Linked DNA regions of Oryctolagus cuniculus: regions 1 and 2 are each linked to region 3. Evidence: chromatin contacts called from public Micro-C data. All regions are on one chromosome and are shown on one strand. Each heading gives the region's core, a stretch centred on a gene start, on an enhancer-like site or on the middle of the called end of the contact. The rest is flanking DNA. Distances are from core to core; before and after follow the strand shown.

What was found. A called contact is a pair of places that touch in the nucleus more often than the background predicts.
Region 1: a contact with region 3 is called in a Micro-C map of ear pinna, with 6 times the contacts expected there. The contact joins the promoter of AKT3 here to the promoter of ZBTB18 in region 3. A contact is called at or near these places in 2 of 6 Hi-C or Micro-C datasets (ear pinna and psoas muscle).
Region 2: a Micro-C map of ear pinna shows a contact between it and region 3, with 5 times the contacts expected there. The contact joins the enhancer-like site here to the promoter of ZBTB18 in region 3. A contact is called at or near these places in 3 of 6 Hi-C or Micro-C datasets (ear pinna, psoas muscle and an unstated tissue).

Annotation. Positions count from the first base shown.
Region 1 is chr13:63,860,092-63,862,791 of mOryCun1.1, reverse strand. It overlaps AKT3 (AKT serine/threonine kinase 3), which reads left to right and starts at 1,347. Exons shown (of 14, transcript XM_070055614.1): 1 at 1,347-1,513. All of the region lies in intron 1 of LOC138844987 (a long non-coding RNA gene), which reads right to left.
Region 2 is chr13:64,276,720-64,279,618 of mOryCun1.1, reverse strand. No RefSeq gene overlaps it. Among named protein-coding and RNA genes, the nearest start is that of SPMIP3, 23 kb to the left of the region's middle. Within about 2 kb of position 1,443, at least 1 of the 8 cell types and tissues checked has an H3K27ac peak or open chromatin away from gene starts, as enhancers often do.
Region 3 is chr13:64,058,921-64,061,987 of mOryCun1.1, reverse strand. ZBTB18 (zinc finger and BTB domain containing 18) reads right to left here and starts at 1,782. Exons shown (of 4, transcript XM_051821490.2): 1 at 1,635-1,782.

The sequences.
Region 1 (2,700 bases), core at 98-2,597, 200 kb after region 3:
GTAGCACAACTGGCAGATTCTGCCAAACTGTAATGGCAAAGTCTAAGAGAAAGTCTGATGCTATTTCAATAAACAATAGCTTAATTAATAATAATCTGTAATAAAATCTCATGTGCTTTTGTTACAGAAATTTATGAAACTACTATAGTACAAAAGCAAATATAGAGCTGAAGTTGACAGTTTTTCAGAGTATATGATCCATTCTGATTTATATAATACTTAATCTTAGGATCTCATCCAGCTGAGATTTAATACAATCTGATGAGACTAGGATAAATATTCATGAGATAAATTTAGTTCTCACAAATATGTCGAAAGTGAAAATCTTATTGAAAGGAGGTATCTAATAATCTGGAATATCACAATAACTCTCAGAGTTAAACATTTGAAAGAGCTTGACACTCTTCCTAGTGCTGCTGTTTTGAGGGACTGTTTTCTTAAAGTGGATTGGGCTACTACAGAACCAAATTGGATCCATTTTTGTATTTTACAGCAAAAAATCTGTAGCCAAATCATTTTGCCAGTAGCTAATGTTCAAGGTCTGATGAATGTTTATTTTCTACATGGTGAAAATGAGGAGAATTAGCCATCTATGTTTATTAATCAGCCTTTTCCATGCTGGAAAATACGGTAAAGCAGCAACAGAGACCTTTAGTCTGAGCTGAATTGTGTATCCTAACGTGGCAAACTCTGTTCTAGAAGGGTCAAGGAAACAGGTGTCTCTTAATGAATGTGAAAAACTGAATTGAAACATCTCTGAAAATTTTTCCCTTTTATTAGGTTACCTATTCCTGTGCATTTTCTAAGAGAGAAAAGACGTGGACCTAGATGGATTAAGATTAAGAAACACCAGGGGATACAGAAAGACTTTCATCACAGGTGATGGCGGCACATGGACAAGCAGACGAGCGACCATCAGGAGAAGGAACTTTTGTACGGAAAGAAGGCAAAGGTATGGATAAGAATCTTGCAGGGGGAACAAATAACAGGTATTATAAACAAGACTGGAGCCGCGTGGCAGACTACTAGTGTTTGCCAGATGTTTCCAGAAGCGATAAAACATGGCCTAAGAAAAAGTAAACTTTCTGGAGCGTAATGGATGGTAAATACGGCCACTTTGCAAAAAAAACAATCTATTATCAAATATTCGCAGAAGCCATGAACTTCGAAAGAAACGCTTTCTGGTATGGTCGTTGTGAGTGTTAATACATCATGGCTGCCCCAAAGTCAATGAAAACTAATATCCCCCCAAAGGGGTGTGATTTTAGGGGTGAATTATAATCCCAATATAGCCAGTACAGCATGAGAGCCAGCAGTGTGGGGGGCCCTTCGGGGAGGTGTTCCTGGGCTGGACGGTAACGTCCCGGGGACAAATTAGGTCTGGTTTAGCGCTTAGTAGTAACGACCCGGAACCCTCTTCCCGCAGGGGCTGTGGCTGAGACGCCTTCCCGACCCGCTCGACGCCGCCGGGGCTCCCTCCCCACTGGGCACCGCCCACCTCGGGGGCTTCCAGGTGCGGGCCCTCGAGCGCGGCGCGACCTCCGCAAGCAGCCGCCGTGGGCTGCGCCAGGCCGGGCCGTGCGGCGCGGGGTCTGCAGCCTGGGCGGGCGGGTGCGTGGCGGAAGGCGCCGGGAGGGGAGCCATCGCTGCCGGCCTCGGGTGCCCGCCAAGGGCCACGCGGGCGCGGGGGAAACCCAGAACTTCCCGCCCAGGAATGACTGCCCCCGCTCCCGGCTCTGGCTGGCTGGGGGGATGTTCTCGCGAGAGGAGAGGGGGCGCCGGGCGCCGCGGGTTTGGGGGGCGCGGGGAAGCCTTGAGGACCAGGGCCCGGCAAGGAGGGGAGCTGAGGCGGCGGGCAGGGCCGGGGACGCGGGGAAGCCGCTCCCGCCAGTCGCCGAGAGCCAGCCCCTGACGTCAGGAGTTTTCCTCAAAGTCAACAACAAGCCCCGCGGCGGCGGCGAGAACCGATCGGCGGCGGCCCCAAGAGGGAGGAAGGAGGGGGCGGGGAGGAGGCGGCGGCGGGGTCTCCCGGGCGAGGCGCGGCCCTCGAGAGGAGGCCGCGGACCCTCGCCCCGCGCAGGGCGCGCCTGGGGGCTCGGAGCCTCCGCCTGCGGCCGCCCCGCCGGCAAGATCCGGCCCCCGCCCGAGCGGTGTTTTCTGGTGATGAATTGAATTTGTAGCCGATATCCGATTCCCATGTAGAGTCTCCGCCTCCTCCCCCCCCCCGCCGCCGCCCTCCCTCCGCCCTCCCCCTCCCGCCGCCGCCGCCGCCGCCGCCTCCTCCTCCTCCTCCCGCTCCAGCTCCGCGGCCCGGCCCGGCCGGCTCCCTCCCTCCCCTGCAGCCCTTCGCCTGCCCTCCCGCGGGCCGCACCGGGCTCCAGGGAGCCAGAGGCTCTGCGGGGTGGGGGGAGGACAGGAGGGGAGGAGGAGGGAGGGGGGACCCCCGAGTCGCCCCCTCTCCTCCCCCCGCCCCCCAACTCCATCCTCCGCCGCCGCCCGAGCAGCTGCGGGGCCGGGGCCGCCGCCGCCGCCGCCTTTGCAGGTAACAGCCACCGCCCCCCACTCTCGCCCCCTCCCCGCCTCGCCTGCACTCCCCGCGGGCCCCGGGCCCGGGTCCTCCCTCTTGCCTCCCTCGGGCGGGGGGGTGGGGTGAGGCGGGGGCGTCTGGGTTGTCACCGCGCCGGGGGCGTGGGCGGGGGC
Region 2 (2,899 bases), core at 194-2,693, 220 kb before region 3:
GGGGAGCAACAGGTGATGGATCAGGTGTTTGGGTCCCTGACACCCATGTAAAAACCTAGACTGAGTTCCAGGCTCCTGGAATTGGCATATTCAGCCCTGGTTGTTGTGGGCATTTGGGGAGTACATCAATGGATGGAAGATCTTGCTCTATCTCCCTCTATGTCTCACTGCCTTTTTTTTTTTTTTTTTTTTTTTGGACAGGCAAAGTGCACAGTGAGAGAGAGAGACAGAGAGAAAGGTCTTACTTTGCCATTGGTTCACCCTCCAATGGCCACTGCGGAGGCGTGCTGCGGCCAGTGCACCGCGCTGATCCGATGGCAGGAGCCAGGTCTTCTCCTGGTCTCCCATTGGGTGCAGGGCCCAAGCACTTGGGCCATCCTCCACTGCACTCCCTGGCCACAGCAGAGAGCTGGCCTGGAAGAGGGGCAACCGGGACAGATTCCGGCGCCCTGACTGGAACTAGAACCTGGTGTGCCGGCGCTGCAAGGTGGAGGATTAGCCTGTTGAGCCGCGGCGCCGGCCTCTCACTGCCTTTTAATAAAAACAAATACATACATATACACACACACGTAAATGAAATGACTTGCTCAAGCATGCTGCCACAAGTAGCTGTTTAGTGCTTGAATATAAAGCTAAAATTCTAGAGGCCTGTGCTGTAGCATAGTGGGCTAAGCCTCTGCCTGCAGGGCTGGCATCTCATATAGGTGCTGGTTCTAGTCCTGGCTGCTCCTCTTCCGATCCAGCTCTCTGCTTATGGCCTGGGAAAGCAGTGGAAGATGGCCCAAGTGCTTGGGTCCCTGCACCCATGTGGGAGACCTGGAAGAACTTCCTGGCTCCTAGCTTTGGGTCAGCCCAGCTGCAGCCATTGTGGTCATTTGAGGAATGAACTAGTGGATGGAAGACTCTTCTCTCTGTCTCTCCCTCTCTGTCTATAACTCTGCCTCTCAAAAATAAAACAAAAATCTTAAAGCTAAAATGTTAACTCCAAACATCTAAGTTTTCCCCCCAAAATGTAACATATATTCATGAGATGTCTTAAGTGAAAATCTATCTAAATTCTGTAAAAAATTCTCCAAAGACCTGACCCAGCCATATGTTATAAAACTTGAGATAAGATCTTATCTGGCCTTGAGCCACCCTAACATGGCCACAAGATGGCAGAGTAACCTTGACAATTGAGAAACTGGCTTTATTCCTTACACCAGTAGAGGGCTGTAGTTCCTTCTTAGAAAAAGTGAAAAATGAAAAAAGAAAAGAAAAACAAAACAAAAACCCTCAGTGAAATAGGATGGTGGGAGGTTTGTTTTCCTTCTTTCTCTTTCTTTTTAACATTAGGCAGTGGGAGTTCAAACAAACAAGTCTCCATTTTCACCTCTGTGTTTGCTTTTGGAGGCACGAGGTCAGGATTTGGGCCAGCCGCCTAGCCTACATTATTCATCTGTCCAGCTCCAGCCCTGGAACAAATGTGAAGAAATGAAGTAGCTTCAGTCGAGGGAAAACAGTGTTGTTATTGTGGCTGGTGACAGTTCTATTTGCCAACAAACATAAAAACATACTTTGGAACCCGAATGCGCTTGTCAGAGGGAACTTTTGTTCCATGTTGGGGCTGGGACATTTCCAGATAGAAATCGGGCTGGCATCTGAGCTTCAGGAGGCTGGGAGAGAGCTGTGCACAGCAGCCACTGACCCGAAAGGCCAGGCCATCAGCTGCAGTTTGCATTTCATCTGGGTGTTTGACCGCAGTCCATGCGGCTCCTGGTTGCCAACTGGGGTCACTGCCCTGAATGGGTATCATGGGGGCGCGGGGAGTGTAGGGTTTGCAGTCCAGGATGATGGGCTCGCCACAAAAGGGGATAAACAAGTTTTGGATGCTGAGCTTTTGGAAGGCGGTCCTCACTTTGGGGCTTTGGGGTAGCAAAAGCTGTCCTGATCCACAGCATTTATTTGCTGTCAGATCTCAATTATCCTAAGATTGCTGGCAGCACCTTCAGGATCTCTTTGCTACATGGATTAATTACTCTAGGGATAAAGCCATTTTTACCGTATCTGCTGGTACGAGTTTAGGGGACGTGAATTCATGTTAATGCCACTCTAAGAAAGCCTAATTCCAAGGACCAATCTGCTTATGCCTGTTACTGTTAGAAAATTCAAGTTGAAGGTCCCTTCCACAGCTGTCTGGGGCCTGCCACCTCCCTCGCAGATGGCAGAAAGTCATTGGATGGACTGTACTCTGTTATAGTAGTCTCTCTATTTGCAAAGAGAGACTGTCTTAGATTGCTAGCATGGTGAATATCACTGAAACACAGTGGAACGGAAACCACTCTGTGTGTCTTAACTCCTGGCTTGTCTCACAGCGTCACCAGCCATGCTGCGGATGCTTTCACTGGGCATTTCAGTGGCAGCTGAGGGCTATAGCCTGAACGGCAGCAGTGGAGAGGATCAGGTCCACACGGCTGTGTCTCAGATGGCCCACGCGCCCTCGGAAGTAGGGCTGTTCAGTGACCGGGTAAGCTCTTGTTTTACAAAGTTACAGCTCCCAGGAAGGGAGTGCCCTCAGCACACATCTAATTGGTGGCAGAGGAGGAAGGAGAGCACAGCTGTCTCCCAGGTTAGTGTCACTTCTATTTCGCCACACATTTGAAAAACCCTCTTTATTTTTCTTTAAAGCCTCATTTTAGTCCACAGTTGTCTTCAGCACTGTACCGTAATAAGCAAGAGGCCTCTCTTTTCCTCTCTTCAGAATCACTGGGGTTTCCGTTCCAACCCCTGAGCCTTGTTAGCCTTCGCTCATTCTAGAGCTGAAAAGTTTAACTCCCAGCATTCAGCCTCAGCTTTGCGGCACGTGTGACCCAGGAAAGTATTACAAGAGGCTGGGGCTGTCGAACTTCTCCTGGAGAGG
Region 3 (3,067 bases), core at 533-3,032:
ATCACTGAAAATGAATGCTGCACCTGCCTATCTGATCTTTCTGCTCCGAAAAGGCAGAACCTTGTCTTCCCCCTTGATCTGCGGCCCATAACTATCTCTCTCTCTTTTTGGGTCACTCTGTGATGTTCATGATCACAAGAAAATCGTGGGGGTGCAGTGGGGGGCGCGGAGAGGCAGGTCTAGTAAGTTTGGGAACTTTTTGGCTGCAGTGGGTCTTGGCAAACGGCTGATGAAACTGTACTGTAACCCGGGCCGGGCTGACCGGTGCCCTGCAAGGTGCTACGCCATCTCCACGGCCTCGTGGGAGGGTGAGGAGCAGCACAGGAGCTGGGGCCCGAGGCGCAGGCGGCCCAGCCCCGGGGACACCCGCTCGGCGCTCCCCACAAGTTAAAGAGTAACAAAAACCCGACTCCTCCGTCCTGTCTCGCTCTCCCAAAGTCACCTAACTTTGTCCAACTTCGCGGTGAATGACATAATGACGAACGCCTAGTTCACGACACACTCCTCGGAGACAAATTCCCTCCGCAGCCACGCGGCCTCTGCTCCGACAAACACCCTCGGCCCCGCTCCGATACATCGGGCATTAATCACCCCACTTTCCCAGCGGGGTGGGGGCCGAGTGACACTTTAACGAGCCCCGAGCACCGCACTGGGCCAGCGGCTCCCACTCCACAAATCAACCCCTTCCCTTCTCGCGGCGGACCCACAGACGTTTTGTGAGGCTGGGGCGGTGGGTGGGTGGGGGGAAGAGTTTGTCAAAGGAGAGGGGGCTGGGGTGTTGAGTTTGGGAGTGGAGGGGGTTGGGGAGAAATGCAAATCTCGACGTAGTCCGCCGTGCATTAAGACGCTCGGGGAAAGAGGAAGGTTAAAAACCACAGGGAAGGAGGAGGTGGAGGGCGTAGAGCCGGTGCAGCAGGAAAACACCTTAAACAACAGCCGAGAAAACAGACCCGGGTCACGGCAACAACAAAAGAAAAGTCGTAAGAAGCAGCCGGGGGAGGAGGTGGTTGCCAGCGCTGCCCCGACGCCGCGGCGCGCGAGCCCCCGGGGCCTCCAGGCAACTGCACCAGCCTGGGGCGCGCGGGGAGTGGGGAGGGGGGGCCTTCCCCGCCGCCCCCTCCCCCCGGGCGCCACTGCAGCTGCACCGGTCCCCGGAGCCGCGGCCGTCCCGGGCGCCACTGCAGCTGCGGCGGCTCCCAAGCCCCCTCCCCCAGCCCGCCGCCCTCCGCACCCGAGAGGCGCCACCGCAGCTGCACCGGCCGGGAGCCCGCCCCGCGCCGCAGCTGCACCGGCCCGGGCTGGGTGGTGGGGGTGGTGGTGGTGGTGGTGGTGAGGGGGGGTGGGTGGCGCGGCACGGAGCCTGCGAGTCCGCACCCCGCCCGACCCCGCAGCTGCGGCGGCCCCGTCCCCGCGCCCAAGCCTCCCGCAGCTGCGCCGCCCCCCGCCGCCCCAACAGCTCCAACCACACAAACTAACTCCGCTGGCGGGGGGCGCCCCCGGCCCGGCCCGCCCTCCGCCCGCACTGCCCTGCCCAGCCGGCGAGGGCCGCACAGCTGGCGCCCCCCGCCCGCCAGCGGGGCCGGGGCGCGGAGGGGGCGCCGGGTCAGGGGCCGGGAGCCGGCGCCGGGACTCACACGGAGCGGCCCTAAGTCACCGCGTCCCCGCCGCCGCCGCCGCGTCCTCCGCCTCCTCCCGGCCGCCGCCGCCGCCGCCGCCGGACTTGGTGGGCTTCCTCCTCCTCTTGCCCCCCTCCCTCCCGGCCCCCCCACCCCCCAATCCCGGCTCCGTCGCCCGCTCCCCCCCGCCCCCTCCCTCCCTCCCACCCACCCCCGCTGGCAGCCGGAGGAGCGCGGCGGAGCGAAGAGGGCCCCACTCTCAACGGCTCCCCATGGCAGCAGCCCAGCGGCGGCCGCAGCCTGCCAGACACAGCGAGGGAGCGAGCGAGGGAGCGAGCGCGGAGCCGCCGGGCCGGGGTGGGGGGGGCGGTGCGGGGGGGCGGTGCGGGGGAGGGGAGGGGGCGGGAGGACGCACCACGCACGCACGCGGCGGCGCCGGCCAGATGTTCCCCCCCCTCGGCCCGCCCCTCTCCTCCCCAGCCCCCTCCCTCCGGGCGTGGGGCTTCTGCGATTGACCGAAAGCGGCTGGACCGGTGCTCCCCGCCCGCCCCCAGTCCGCCGGCTGCTCCAATAGAAGGGCGGCTTTTCAGGAGGGCGGAGGGCGTGGCAGGTAGTCGTCGGACTGACATGAGGATCTAGCCAATGAGAAGGGCAAGCCGGAGCTGCCGCCCGCGCGTGCCAATCGCAGGCAGCAACTGTTGGGGTGGGCGGGGCCCTGGTTGGGCGGGGGCCGGGAGCGGAGCGGCGCGGGGCGGAGTCCGCGGGCGCAGCGGCGGCGGTGGCAGCGGCGCCCCTCTGGGTGACTTGGCCGTGAGAAAGTGAAAGGAGCCCGCAGGCGGCGGCGACAGCTGCGGTGGGAGGGGCTTGTTTCCAAGCTCCGAGGCCCCGCGCACCCTGGGGTTGCGGAGCTAGCTTTTCGGAGTGCAAGGTGCTGACCGCAAACGTACTTTGAGGAGTCGCAGGGGAGCGGGCTCGGCCCTGCGGAGTCCCGCGCGTCCCGGTGCCCAGCGGGGCGCAGAGGACGCCGCAGCGCCGAGAGGCAGTTTTCTGGGCGGCGTTCTCCTCCCGTCGCGGTCCGGTTCCCGGCGGGCCAGAGCGCCTGCCATTCTCGCGGAGCCCAGGTGTACTTAGGCAGTCCCAAGCAGCGACAGTCCCAAGTGGCCACATCGCATAGTCTTACTGTGAGGTCGATCGTTGTAGGTGCCCTAGCCTGAGTGCACAGTTGGTTTCGCAGCAAGCCACAACTTTAAAAAGTACCGAGGGAAGAGGCAAGACTGTTGTTGTAATTTTTTTTTCCGAATAAACTTTCACTCAGTAGTTTGCAATTAAACTCTGTTCATCGTGGCCACAAAGAAAGGTAGAAAGTTTTCTGTCCTGGGGGTATTGGAATCTTGAGGCAAGAAATACAGTTTAAAAAGAAAGTTGGCTAACAGGTGGTGGTGGGGAAACAG